3 separate regions of the Rattus norvegicus genome follow, and regions 2 and 3 are each linked to region 1. A link is a contact called in public Hi-C data. All regions are on one chromosome and are shown on one strand. The core of a region is the stretch at or near the end of the contact, and the rest is flanking DNA. Distances in the headings are between cores, read along the strand shown. Region 1 holds the start of Nrip1 (nuclear receptor interacting protein 1). Region 2 has its middle 150 kb from the start of Nrip1. Region 3 has its middle 250 kb from the start of Nrip1.

Region 1 (3,992 bases), core at 22-2,521:
TTTTTGTTTTTGTTTTTGTTTTTTTTTATGTCAAGCGAAAACAACTTCTGCAAATGATTCTTTTCATGGCAAGATGCTAGAGTCAAAAACAAACGTGACATCTGGGGTAGGGGGAGCGTTAAAAGGAGGCTTCACAAGTAACATATGAAGGGAGTAGAGAGAATAGGATTTTAAAGCAGAAAACACAAGGAGAGGAAGAGATCACGGTTTCGTCTTTTTCTCTCCTCCCTCCACTTTCTAGCCTCACCAATCTGTTAGCCCCCCTCAAATTCAGAGGCGGGTTCAGCAAGACCAGGCTGCAGGAAACCCAGGTTTCGCTGCACTGCCACCCTGGCTCCGTGATGTAATTGTTATTTATTGAGACTCTGAACCCAGCAGAGCTGCTTAAAGAAGTGCCAGCCCATCTTCTAGTCCTGTTGGGTCAGATCCTTCCTGGGGGTGGTGCAGATTGGCGGGCAGACCCTACTGGAGACTTCGCAGTGACAAAGCAGCAGAAGATAAACCAGGTTCCTGGGTCCTGCGTCCGTCTAGGGAGCTGAGCTGTGCACTCCTCAGGTCTCCTTCCCAGTTTTCCGCTTGCAATCATGCCATATTTATTACTGGGTCCTACTAGGTGCTGAGGATGGGGTCAAAATGACCTAGAGTTATAGCGCCGTGGCTTCCGGAATTTAAGCGGGACACAGATTTCAAGGAGGTGGAAAATTGAGGGTGGGTAAAGGGCTCCAAGAGAACGCGTATTTGTGGGTTGAAACGGGAGAAAGGGAGACATTTAAGGTGCCAGCCCTTAGGTGGGGAACCTGGGGTAGGGTTAAGGCGCCCCGACTCCCCTTTGGTGCCCCCAGCGTTTGCCCCCGCAAGGGTGACATGGGCTATCGCCTGGCCCCTAGCGGGGAATCTGTCCAGGCGGCTGGCTGGACGCGGCTGGGAAGCCAGGGCGCCGGCTCGGGGAGCAAAGCACCCCCCTTCTCCGGTTCAACCGCGTCCTCCCTCTGCCTTCAAGGCCGCTCAGACCCGGACCCCCACCCGGAGCACCGGCGAGAAGGCCTGCAGACGCCGGGTGGGCTCCCGGGCTCCGGCAAGCCGCCGGGTGCGCGCTCCGCCCGGGTGACAATGGGAGGGAGGGGCAGAAAAGGGTTAAGAAACTTGGCTGAAGAGCTGAATGGCGTGGAGCAGCGAGGGGAGGGACCCGGCCGCCGCGAAGTCGGCGGCGGAGGGAGGAGCGCGGCTGCGGCGGGCGGGCGGCGAGCGAGGCGCTCAAAGTCAGCCTCGCAGACATTGCAGCAGAGCCCCGAACTCGGGAGGCGACGGCGACCGCGGCGCAGGCGGAGGACGAGCCGGCCCCAGCCCGCCGGTGCGCAGCGCCCGTGGCCTCGCGCGGCCGCAGGGCACGGCTAACCTGGGAAGGAGGGAGCGACGCGGATCGGCGGCCCGGAGCCGCGGCGGCCTCGGTGAGTGGCGATCGCGGCCCGGGCTCCGTGCGGAGCTCGCTGAGCGGACGCCGAGCCGCCCGGGCACGGCCTGGGTGCGCGGCCCGTGGAGGCGGCGGAGGCCGGGGGAGGCCCGCGGGGGGCTCCAGGGACACGGATCCCGGGGACAGCGCGCCGCCGCGCCCCTCTCCGGCTCTCCCCGGGAACTCGCGGGCCCGGCCGGCGCAGCCGCCAAGTTGTGGAGTTCCCAGCCGCGGGCTCGTCCGTGCCAGCCTTGGCGCGAGGGGCGCAGCCGCCCTGGGTGTAATGCGCCGGGACCCACGCGGGTGGCCGGATCGCGGGGCCCGGGTCGAGCTCGCCCGCCCGCCCGGCTGCCCCCGTTGGCCCCGAGCCCCGGGCGCTGGCTGCAGCCCCGCTCGGTCCTGCCGCCCAGCGGTGCTCGCGGTGGCGCCCGCGCAGCTCCCCGCCTATCGCCGGTTTCTCCCTTGCGCGGTGCTCGCCGATTCCCGGCCGGGAAAAGTGACTCGGAGAAGGGACAGCGCTGAGCCCCAGGCCCGGCCTGCTGGGCACGAGCTCCCCGCCTGCCGAGGAGGGCGAGGCCCCTTGCACCCGAGGCCTCAGCCCAGTTCCCCCAGCATCCGAGAGGGGTTCACTCGGGTGAGCCTGGTGAAGTCCTGAGAGACTGCTCTTCTCTCTGGTGCCACTGTCCTCCTTACTACTATTGTTGCTAGAAGAAACCCTCTTCCGCGGAAACATTCCCCTAGACCCTCCCATCCTTCCCAAAGTAGTTTCCAAATTTTAATCAGGAGTTGATATTCAGACGGAAGGAACAAAGGAATCCACTGTGTTTAAAAGGCGGACAGGCAGTGAGTCTGACACATGTTGATCTCTGAGGCATTCCACGAGTTTCTACCTTCCATCATGTCAGAAATTTAATTGGATTCTGGCGGTCGCAAACGAAGTATGAAACGTTAGGTAATTTTACGTTAAAATACTTTACTTTTTTAAATTAATGGATCATTTTAGTTAGAGGGAAGTCCGGACATTGTTAGGTGCAAGAACTTTTAACTCTTTTTTTTTTGATGGCACCAGGCTGGAGTTTGTCTGCTCTTGTAACTGATTGTGACACTGAGCGAAAACAGTGTTTTTAGAGAAAGAGAGACAGTCTAAAAGTAAAACAAGATTGGAGTGTCTGTGTGTCTGTCTGTCTGTGTGTATGCTTAAACGATGTGTAGTCTATCTCTTGGGTTTTGTAAAGCAGGGACTTCGGTAATTCATTCTTTAGAGTTATGAATTACATTGAACCCGCTTATTAGTGAATCATGGGTTTAGCAAGTGGGCGGCATCTTCCAGATGCAATTATCCAGTGTTTAATCATCAGGTTGCCACCTTTGTCTAAGAGACGGAGTCGACTTTTTAAGCAAACGGTGGGTGCTTCACATGCATGGCCCCTAAGAGTGGCTGCAGCCTGGGAAAATGTTGAAATCTTCCCCTTCCAAGTGAGTTGCCCTGGTTTGGCCCAGCAGTTTGTCCATAGGGTTTAATTGATCCAACAGGAACTTTCTGTGTAGGACTTAGTAGAGACAAAGGAGAGTCAGTCATGCCGCAGGCAATACCTGCAAACTGGAGCCTCACCCCAGCCTGTTCTATACTGTACTGGGAAGACTCCACACTTAAAGTACAAGGAGCGAGAAGAAAATATCCTTAAAAAGTATACTTCAAAACTCTAAGGAGGGCTTCGGTTGCTGCTTATATACAGGTAGTTGAAAACCAGCTTTCATGCCTACGAGAAGACTTAGAAATCTGAGTTTCCAAACTTTGCAGAACTTGGATTTTTGTAATTGAGATACCTGAAAATAATTGTGGGTTAGCAATGGAGAAATGTTTGTGGATGAGGCCAGGGCTCCTCTGACTCCTCCAGTTTTAAGAGCAAAACGTTGTGATTAAAAAAATAACCTATACCACCACCTAGAGTCTGTTTGTTAGTTTATTGCTCTTGGAGTTTGCTTACATTGACGTGTCCCTCGTGGTTACTGTATAGTCAAAACAAGATTAAGGAATTCAGGCTTTTCAGAGGCCATCCAGGAGAACACTTATTTAAGTAATGCATAGCAAGTGCCAATTTAAATTATCCACGACACTTTCAGAACCGAAAATTATGACATATCAACTCAAGTGGGCCAGTCTCCGAAAGATACTAATTCAAAAGAAAAAAAATTTAAAGACAGCTTCTTTTAGCTTGTGCTCCAAGGTGGCCCTGAGTGCAAAAAGATTTCCTGTGATACGAGAGATTCAAGAAATGTGACAAAATAAGTGTTCTCGGTGCCTTTTGAGGTTTTTTTTTGGGGGGGGGAGGGCGACAAAAGCGATGACAAAAGTATAGAGAGAGGGATGTTGCCATTACCAACATTTTAAACACTGAGAAGGTTAGAGAGACGGTAGACCGTCTTGGAAGCTGGGATAAGGTGTTTGGGAATACAGTCAGTGAAACAGTGATAACCTGTCCTACTGGAGGTTTGTGAGTGGCAAAGCAGTCTGTTAAACAGGAGGCCTGAGGGCGGCAGC
Region 2 (3,871 bases), core at 793-3,292, 150 kb before region 1:
AGACTTGGAAAGGTTCTAGAAAACAGTAAATATCATAGCAGAAGGATGACATATGTAAGTTGGAGTCAGGATATTGTTACTAAAATGTAACCTTCTTTAGTTCAAATTTTAGCTAGTGACCTCGGAGAGTGTTACAGAGAAAGGAGAGGGGAAGGGGGAAAAGGAAGGGGAGAGGGAGAGGGAGAGGGAGGGGTAGAGGGATGGGGAGAGGGAGAGGGAGAGAAGGAAAAGAAGAACACCGAAATAGATCAATGTTAAGAAAAAGATAAAGAGAAATGAGGCCCAGACTGAACACAGTGTGGATGAGATAGAGAGAGAAAATCGTGCATGTCAAAGCAAAGGAAAAAAAATCAAAGATGACTCAGAGGCCCGGAGCTGTTACCTGAGTGAATAACCAATCCATACCCAGCACAAAGGGACTCAAAAAGGAGTGTTTGGGGAGCGCTGTTAGTTTCAGCAAGCTCAATTAAAAAAATCCCAGAGGCTAAAGCTGGGAAGGAGGGAGAGAATGAAATTGGAAAGGAAGAAACATGGTCAGACAGAGCTAAACATCACTCTCAAGTAGCATTACCCATGCATTCCATTCCCACTTTGCTAAAGACCTAATAAGGAGAATGACCGGTCTGCTGAACCAGGTAGATCAGAAGGTTTCTGTTTGCCTTTGTGATCAAAGTCACAGAAGAGAGTCTTTATGAGTGCCTTGCTTTTGGCAGTTAGCTTAGTCATTGAACAGAGCTGGAAATTAAGGTGGGTAACAACTCCAAAGTCCAAGAGGGCTCTAAATTATACATTTGGATTTTCAGAATTAACCACATTGCTCATAACTGCCTTATCTTCTGGAAAAACTCTAAGTTCCTTTCAGGGTAAGGCTGTGTCTTCCAAGTCCTTAGCCCTTAAGAGAATAGATTATACTTTAATACTTAATCCTTTAATATATTAAATATAATACGATATATGAACACACACACACACACACACACACACACACACATGGTAAAGACAAGTTGGCCTAACTTGTGAACAGCTCTTCACCACCCAGTTGATCAAAGGTTTCAGGCATAAGAGAACTAAGGATTAGGCCTAATGTGTACTCTGGGACCAGTTGAATACTAAACAGGGCAGTCTTGCAATTACAGTTAAACTATAGCGGCTCCTAGATTTAACAGTGAGTCAGTCCTCTGGTTGCTACCATAGCAACGTGCTTTGTGGATTCATCAAATATTATTCTCAGTTTACAGAAAGAAAAAAAATGTTATGGAGCCAGACAGGTTAAGTCACTTCTCGAAGGTTCTAATGTGTCAGCGGGGAATGTAAGCCTGAAGCAACAGGCTTACCACACAGTTACCTGGGTCTGTGACCTCACACAGTTCCTCCCTGAGCCTGGACTTCAATTCTTAGCTAATGAATTTAGCTAATAAAGGCACACCTCTGGATGACAATGAATTGGGACAATTGGTATTTTTGTAAAAGAAGGAAATAGAAAAATCAAAGTAACTATGTATTCAGGACTAAGTAGGACCCGGTTTTTGTTTGTTTGTTTGTTTGTTTTGTTACTGGAAAGACTAAACATTTCCCTGCACTTTCACTTTAGGAATAAACTCAGACTGCAGCTTGGTTGGTAAACCTGAAACACATGTTATTTCCTCGTGTTTTTTTTTTAATCTAGCGCCTTTGAAATGATTATGTGGACTGTTGTTTCCACCTAGAAAATGGAATCAGACATTGATATAAAGGTTCACTTCTTGCATGGTAATCCTGAATAAATTGAGCTGCAGGGTTTCTGGTTCCGGCCTTACAGAAATCTTGGAACAGGACACAGAAGAGTTAACGTGAAGCCCAGACGGTTCCCTGCTGATCTGGTAATGAGAGAGAGCACCGGCTGAATGTCAATAGCTCCTGGTGAACTTGGGTAACCCAGCTGAGCCCTGAGCTTGCCAGAGCTGGAGGAGGTAATCAGCTTGACCCTTGTGACCTTCCTTCCCCAGGCTGTGCTCTGTCTTGCCTGGAGAAGCTTCTTTGCATATGATTCCCACATGCTGCTCGGTTGAAACCCTTTAAGGGAGAACTGGACCTGAGTCATCCTCAAGATGCAACCTAATATAAATTAGTCAGTTCTGACTATGGATTGCACAATACAGTAGGTGCTTAAAAAAAAAAAAAGAAAAGATGCAAACACATCCTGGAAACCATAGAAAGATTTCCAGCAACTGCTATGACATCTGCCCTCAGAGATTTAGTAAAACGTGGGTTATGTAAGAGTTCTGTCCTCCCTTTGCATATCCCTATGGAGTTATATTCTACTGATTGTGTTTACCTTTCCGATTTGGGTAACTTAACTCCCTTTTCATGGGTTGTTTATATATCGCTACTTTGATTGCAAACCAAGAGGTCATATCTGTGATATGTAGATTGAGAGGCTATTTCGAGCCATTTTTGGTGTGTTCCTAAACAACCATCCTTATTCATTTCAAAACCTGAAATTTGAACAATCACTTCAACTCCTGTCAGTCTCCACTTGCCTGAGCGTGCTGTTAATAAAAGAATGATAGTGTTCATAAACTGGGAAAAAGCATCCACATTCTTAACTGTATCACTTAGCCATACAGACAATTGATTTGTATAATGAACATTAACCATCACAGACTGCAACTTTATAAACAACTCCCATAACAATCGACAGAATTCAAATCCTGAAGACTCTTTATCTGTTACAAAAAAAAGGCAGTTGGCTCAGGCACCTAGGGGACATCATTGCCAGCTTTTTTTTTTTTACATGATAAAAACTAATGTTTATTACATGTTTAAGTGACTGATGCTGTTTTTATGTGATTTATTAAATTTTTTTAATTAACTTGAGTATTTCTTATATACATTTCGAGTGTTATTCCCTTTCCCGGTATCCGGGCAAACATCTCCCTCCCCCCTCCCCTTCCTTATGGGTGTTCCCCTCCCGATCCTCCCCCCATTGCCGCCCTCCCCCCACCAGTCTAGTTCACTGGGGGTTCAGTCTTAGCAGGACCCAGGGCTTCTCCTTCCACTGGTGCTCTTACTAGGATATTCATTGCTACCTATGAGGTCAGAGTCCAGGGTCATTCCATGTATAGTCTTAAGGTAGTGGCTTAGTCCCTGGAAGCTCTGGTTGCTTAGCATTGTTGTACATATGGGGTCTCGAGCCCCTTCAAGATCTTCCAGTTCTTTCTCTGATTCCTTCAACGGGGGTCCTATTCTCAGTTCAGTGGTTTGCTGCTGGCATTCGCCTCTGTATTTGCTGTATTCTGGCTGTGTCTCTCAGGAGCGATCTACATCCGGCTCCTATCCGTCTGCACTTCTTTGCTTCATCCATCTTGTCTAATTGGGTGGCTGTATATGTATGGGCCACATGTGGGGCAGGCTCTGAATGGGTGTTCCTTCAGTCTCTGTTTTAATCTTTGCCTCTCTCTTCCCTGCCAAGGGTATTCTTGTTCCCCTTTTAAAGAAGGAGTGAAGCATTCACATTTTGATCATCCGTCTTGAGTTTCATTTGTTCTAGGCATCTAGGGTAATTCAAGCATTTGGGCTAATAGCCACTTATCAATGAGTGCATACCATGTATGTCTTTCTGTGATTGGGTTAGCTCACTCAGGATGATGTTTTCCAGTTCCAACCATTTGCCTACGAATTTCATAAAGTCGTTGTTTTTGATAGCTGAGTAATATTCCATTGTGTAGATGTACCACATTTTCTGTATCCATTCCTCTGTTGAAGGGCATCTGGGTTCTTTCCAGCTTCTGGCTATTATAAATAAGGCTGCAATGAACATAGTGGAGCACGTGTCTTTTTTATATGTTGGGGCATCTTTTGGGTATATGCCCAAGAGAGGTATAGCTGGATC
Region 3 (3,927 bases), core at 1,265-3,764, 250 kb before region 1:
TTATAAGATTCAACAAAAACGCAAGAACATGGAAAATAGGAACTCACGTTCATTTCACTACCAGTCAAAATAATGTATAATTCAAATTTCTGTTTGAGTAGAACCAGTTTTATAAACTGATCTTCGAACTGCATTCTTTAAAGTACATGTGATTGTCTCAAGCATGCTGTGCATACATGAAATGTGTCTATGTTTGCACAAGATCAAACTTTACTGGGTAACAACAAATTCAGAAAGTTTATCAGTGTCAACGATAGCAATTTGTTGTATGGTTCTTGCTAAACTTGGGTTCTTTTATTCAACTCTTACTTGCTATTATTAACTCTCACATCATATATTTACAGCACCCAGTAATATGTGTGTGTGTGTGTGTGTGTGTGTGTGTGTGTGTGTGACAATGAATGCAGGTTAAAGAGGCTACATCACAGTTCAAGAGTTTCCAGAAGTGAGACGAGAAAGAGTCTGTAACGAACAGTGCCAGAGGCAGCTGCAGTCTGTACCTGCTGATGCCAGGGTTTGAGAACGAAGCTGCAGAGCTCAGCTGTGAGGTGCAAGGCCAAAGTGATTCCTGAGAGCAGTAAACAGCAGGTCCAGGTCCAGATGTTCTGACAAGTAGATGGGCCAGGGTTTGAGTTAGTCTCATCAATAATGAAGGACCAAGCCAAGCTAAAGCTCCAAGGACAGCTAGAGAATCCTCTGCAAAGTGATTCTTGACTCTCGTAATAGGTATTGGATGACAGGTTGATACACTGTCATCCCCTGCTTTAATTTTTTCCAATAAACTCATAAGATGGCTTTTTTTCTGCTCCCAAGAATAAGTCACTTAACGGTCTGTGCTAGATGGGTGTGTGTCTGATAGATGATATAGTTTCTGGGTCTACCCAGGACCTGCAGTCATCCTTCTTGCTCCAAATGATGGAGTCTCCTACAGTAAGGCGCAGCCTGTAAAACTGTTGTTATAAATTACAAAGTGTTTCGGTAGGTCACAGCCTGATAGCAACATATTTAACATAGCACATAGTATTGTACCATGTGGATATAGTTCTTGACACTTAGGCATTAAGCCTCCTTTTCAGATTCCAATTTCTGCTTATTCTGATGAGCTCTATATGTAGAATATGTGGGCAGATCAGATCCCATGTGGTTTGGACATATTCTGTCTACCATTTTCTGAAATCCATCCTGCTAGCAAGGATCCTGGGGGTCATTATCTAACATGCAATCCATTCCATGTCCGGGTAGCTACAGGCCACTGCTCCACTCTCTTCTGCCTTTGTTCAATTCTCAGTCCAAATTTAAGGCAATCCACTCACATTCTCCAGACTCTCAGGACTTATCCACTTTGCACCAGATCTGCCTTTCAAGAAATCACTCACTGACCTCTGTGGTTCAGAATTTATCGCAAGGAATTCTATTTTATTTGCTATTTAATTTTTAAAAAAAATTGGAAATAGAAACTACATGCAGGCTAGAGAGGACTAACTTGGGAATACCGTTGTCCTCTCAGAAATGACTAATTTCTACTCGAGGTGCTCTTACAGGGTTTTGGCAATATATTAGTAAATTTGAAAACATGTAAAAGAAAATGTGTTAGTGTTTCTTCAATCCAGGAACTACTGTAAAACTGTTCAGCAATCCAGTGCTTTCCTTTTTCACTCGCCTAGTTTCCCTTCAGATTAGAAAGCCAGAGGCAAAATGGGTTCAGTAATTTGCCCAGGATCTCATAACTAAGCTAGAGACACAGGAGGATTCTCCCAGCACACTAGTGACGCTTCCCAATTTCATAACGAGCCTCCCAAATTCTATGTGGACTCAGCAGGAAGCAAGAAGATGATTACCAACAAACCTCTCTTTGTCCTCTAAGTCACCAGTGTAAGGCTACAGTAAATTTGACCTCAGTGACTTCTCACCCCTGACCTTTAACCCAAGAAGCAGAGAATCCTTGTACATTATACTCTAAAGTCTGAACGTTTATCGCAACCGTTACTATTCTGGGACCAAGGAATGGGCTCAACCTGGGTAGTCAGATGGCACAGTCTGTGAACGGCCAACTCGCTGCCTTTCCCTCTGCACTAGTGTGCACAGGTGCAATGGTGCGGTGTGCCAAGAGTGTTCTTTCACTGCAGAGCAGAACAGATTTATTACTCCCTTCTGCAGAGCACCGTTTACATCTGGGCACACTTGAAACTTGCCTTGGCAAATTTTTAGTCATATTGGATTTGGGATTAAAACGATTAGGTCATGTTTGATTGTGTTCTCTGTGGTTAATGGCTCACTTGGGGAAATTAAAAACTTGAGACGGAGAAGCACATGGACTATGGCATTTCCCAGACCTTTGTGGCTAGAGTTTTTCTTTAAGTATCTTCACTGATATGTATCCTCAAAGCATAATGAAAACACGTATTCAAGATCTTATTCGCGTAATAAATCATTCTGCAACAGTCCTCTTGGTATGTTGATACGCGTTGGCAGTGGAGGGAAATATTGAGTTACGTGAAGCATTTCCTAGTGATGTGTGAACTATTCAGTGAAAACTCATGACTAAACAAATGCTCTACCTTGGCATCTAGGGGGTGGATTACCAGTGGGACTTTCTCTTGCTTGACTCCTTACCGCTGTATTCCACTGCTCCTACACCTTCATGGTTCCTTTCAATGATGAGTCTTCCTCCACACGTGAGAACTGAGCCAAACTTTTGTTGGAATGATCTCCTATATTCACATTCTATTTCTTAAAACAATTTTCAAATGTTTTTTATTTCTTTACCATTTTAACTGACTGCTTCAGCGTTTGCCTCAACTAAAACTGATCATTACTGGGTTACGCCTCCTTTATTCTCAACCAATGAATCCCCTCTTCCAGGCTTTCATAGTTTCACCACCCCGCCCTTCTCCTGGCAACACTGTCTGAGTACTGAAACAAATCAATCTATTCAAAGAGCACGTGTTACACTGCAGAATCCCCTGAAATGACCATCCGGTGTTTGCAACCAGGAACTTGATAAAAGAAACCCGTCACCCCAAGATTATTCTGTGTTTGAAACCTGTTGTCCTCAGAATTCGTAAGGACTCTGTTCCTGCCTTCTTGGGCTCTCCGTGGCACTTTGAACTTTTGTACCTCCATCCTCATTGACCATGTTTTTATTGCTCAGAACTCCATTGGCCTCCTTGTCTACTCTTAAACCCGTCTCTTGGCCTCAGCTCAGATTAAACGCCACCTCCTCTATTAGAGTTTGCCCCGACCATATAGCACTTCTTGGAGCTTTAATCTATGTCACACCCCAGGAACAAGTTATTCAGAGCTTTGTTAGTTATGATTTCATTTGTATCATGCTATCTCCCTGAATAACTCATAAGCCTTCTGAGAACCCCGACCATGAGTAACATACAGAACTTTACATTTATGGTTTTTTTTCACAATAAAAACATTTCTTTCTCTGATTAAGGGAATAACACTCGAAATGTATATAAGAAATACTCAAGTTAATAAAAAAAAACATTAGTGGCTGATTGATATTTACTGTTATCACTAATAAACATTTAGGATATGTACTCTAGGCATGCATACATGAATTATAGGGACACTTGATCTTTATGAATTGTAGTTCAGATGAAATCTGAGTACAAGGAGAATTTCCAATGGTATAGAAGACAAAAATTTAGTGAAAGTGAAAAGAAGAAAAAAATATATAGGCTAAAGAAACTATTATTTTTCCACCTACAATGCATGGAAAGAAATTGAAATGAAAAGGGTCTGAGGAAGACATTAATATTTTGATAGTGACAGAAGGATTTTATTTATAAAATAATGACAAATGTTGAAGAGAAAATACAGGCTTCCTAGCAACTAGACCAAAGATGAAGTAAAAGTATAATCATGTGGAAAATTTTTTTAATTTTTAAAAATAAGGAGTGATTTCATATGAAG

What was found. A called contact is a pair of places that touch in the nucleus more often than the background predicts.
Region 2: a Hi-C map of hepatocytes shows a contact between it and region 1, with 2.1 times the contacts expected there. The contact joins the enhancer-like site here to the promoter of Nrip1 in region 1. A contact is called at or near these places in 6 of 12 Hi-C or Micro-C datasets (the A7r5 cell line, Schwann cells, hepatocytes and 3 more).
Region 3: a Hi-C map of kidney shows a contact between it and region 1, with 9 times the contacts expected there. The contact joins the enhancer-like site here to the promoter of Nrip1 in region 1. A contact is called at or near these places in 2 of 12 Hi-C or Micro-C datasets (the Rat2 cell line and kidney).

What each region holds. Positions count from the first base shown.
Region 1 is chr11:28,463,691-28,467,682 of GRCr8, reverse strand. It overlaps Nrip1 (nuclear receptor interacting protein 1), which reads left to right and starts at 1,271. Exons shown (of 4, transcript NM_001100560.2): 1 at 1,271-1,448.
Region 2 is chr11:28,611,937-28,615,807 of GRCr8, reverse strand. No RefSeq gene overlaps it. Among named protein-coding and RNA genes, the nearest start is that of Nrip1, 150 kb to the right of the region's middle. Within about 2 kb of position 2,042, at least 18 of the 93 cell types and tissues checked have an H3K27ac peak or open chromatin away from gene starts, as enhancers often do. A contact at or near this core is called in the A7r5 cell line and hepatocytes, where this site is marked.
Region 3 is chr11:28,717,843-28,721,769 of GRCr8, reverse strand. No RefSeq gene overlaps it. Among named protein-coding and RNA genes, the nearest start is that of Nrip1, 250 kb to the right of the region's middle. Within about 2 kb of position 2,514, at least 5 of the 93 cell types and tissues checked have an H3K27ac peak or open chromatin away from gene starts, as enhancers often do. A contact at or near this core is called in kidney, where this site is marked.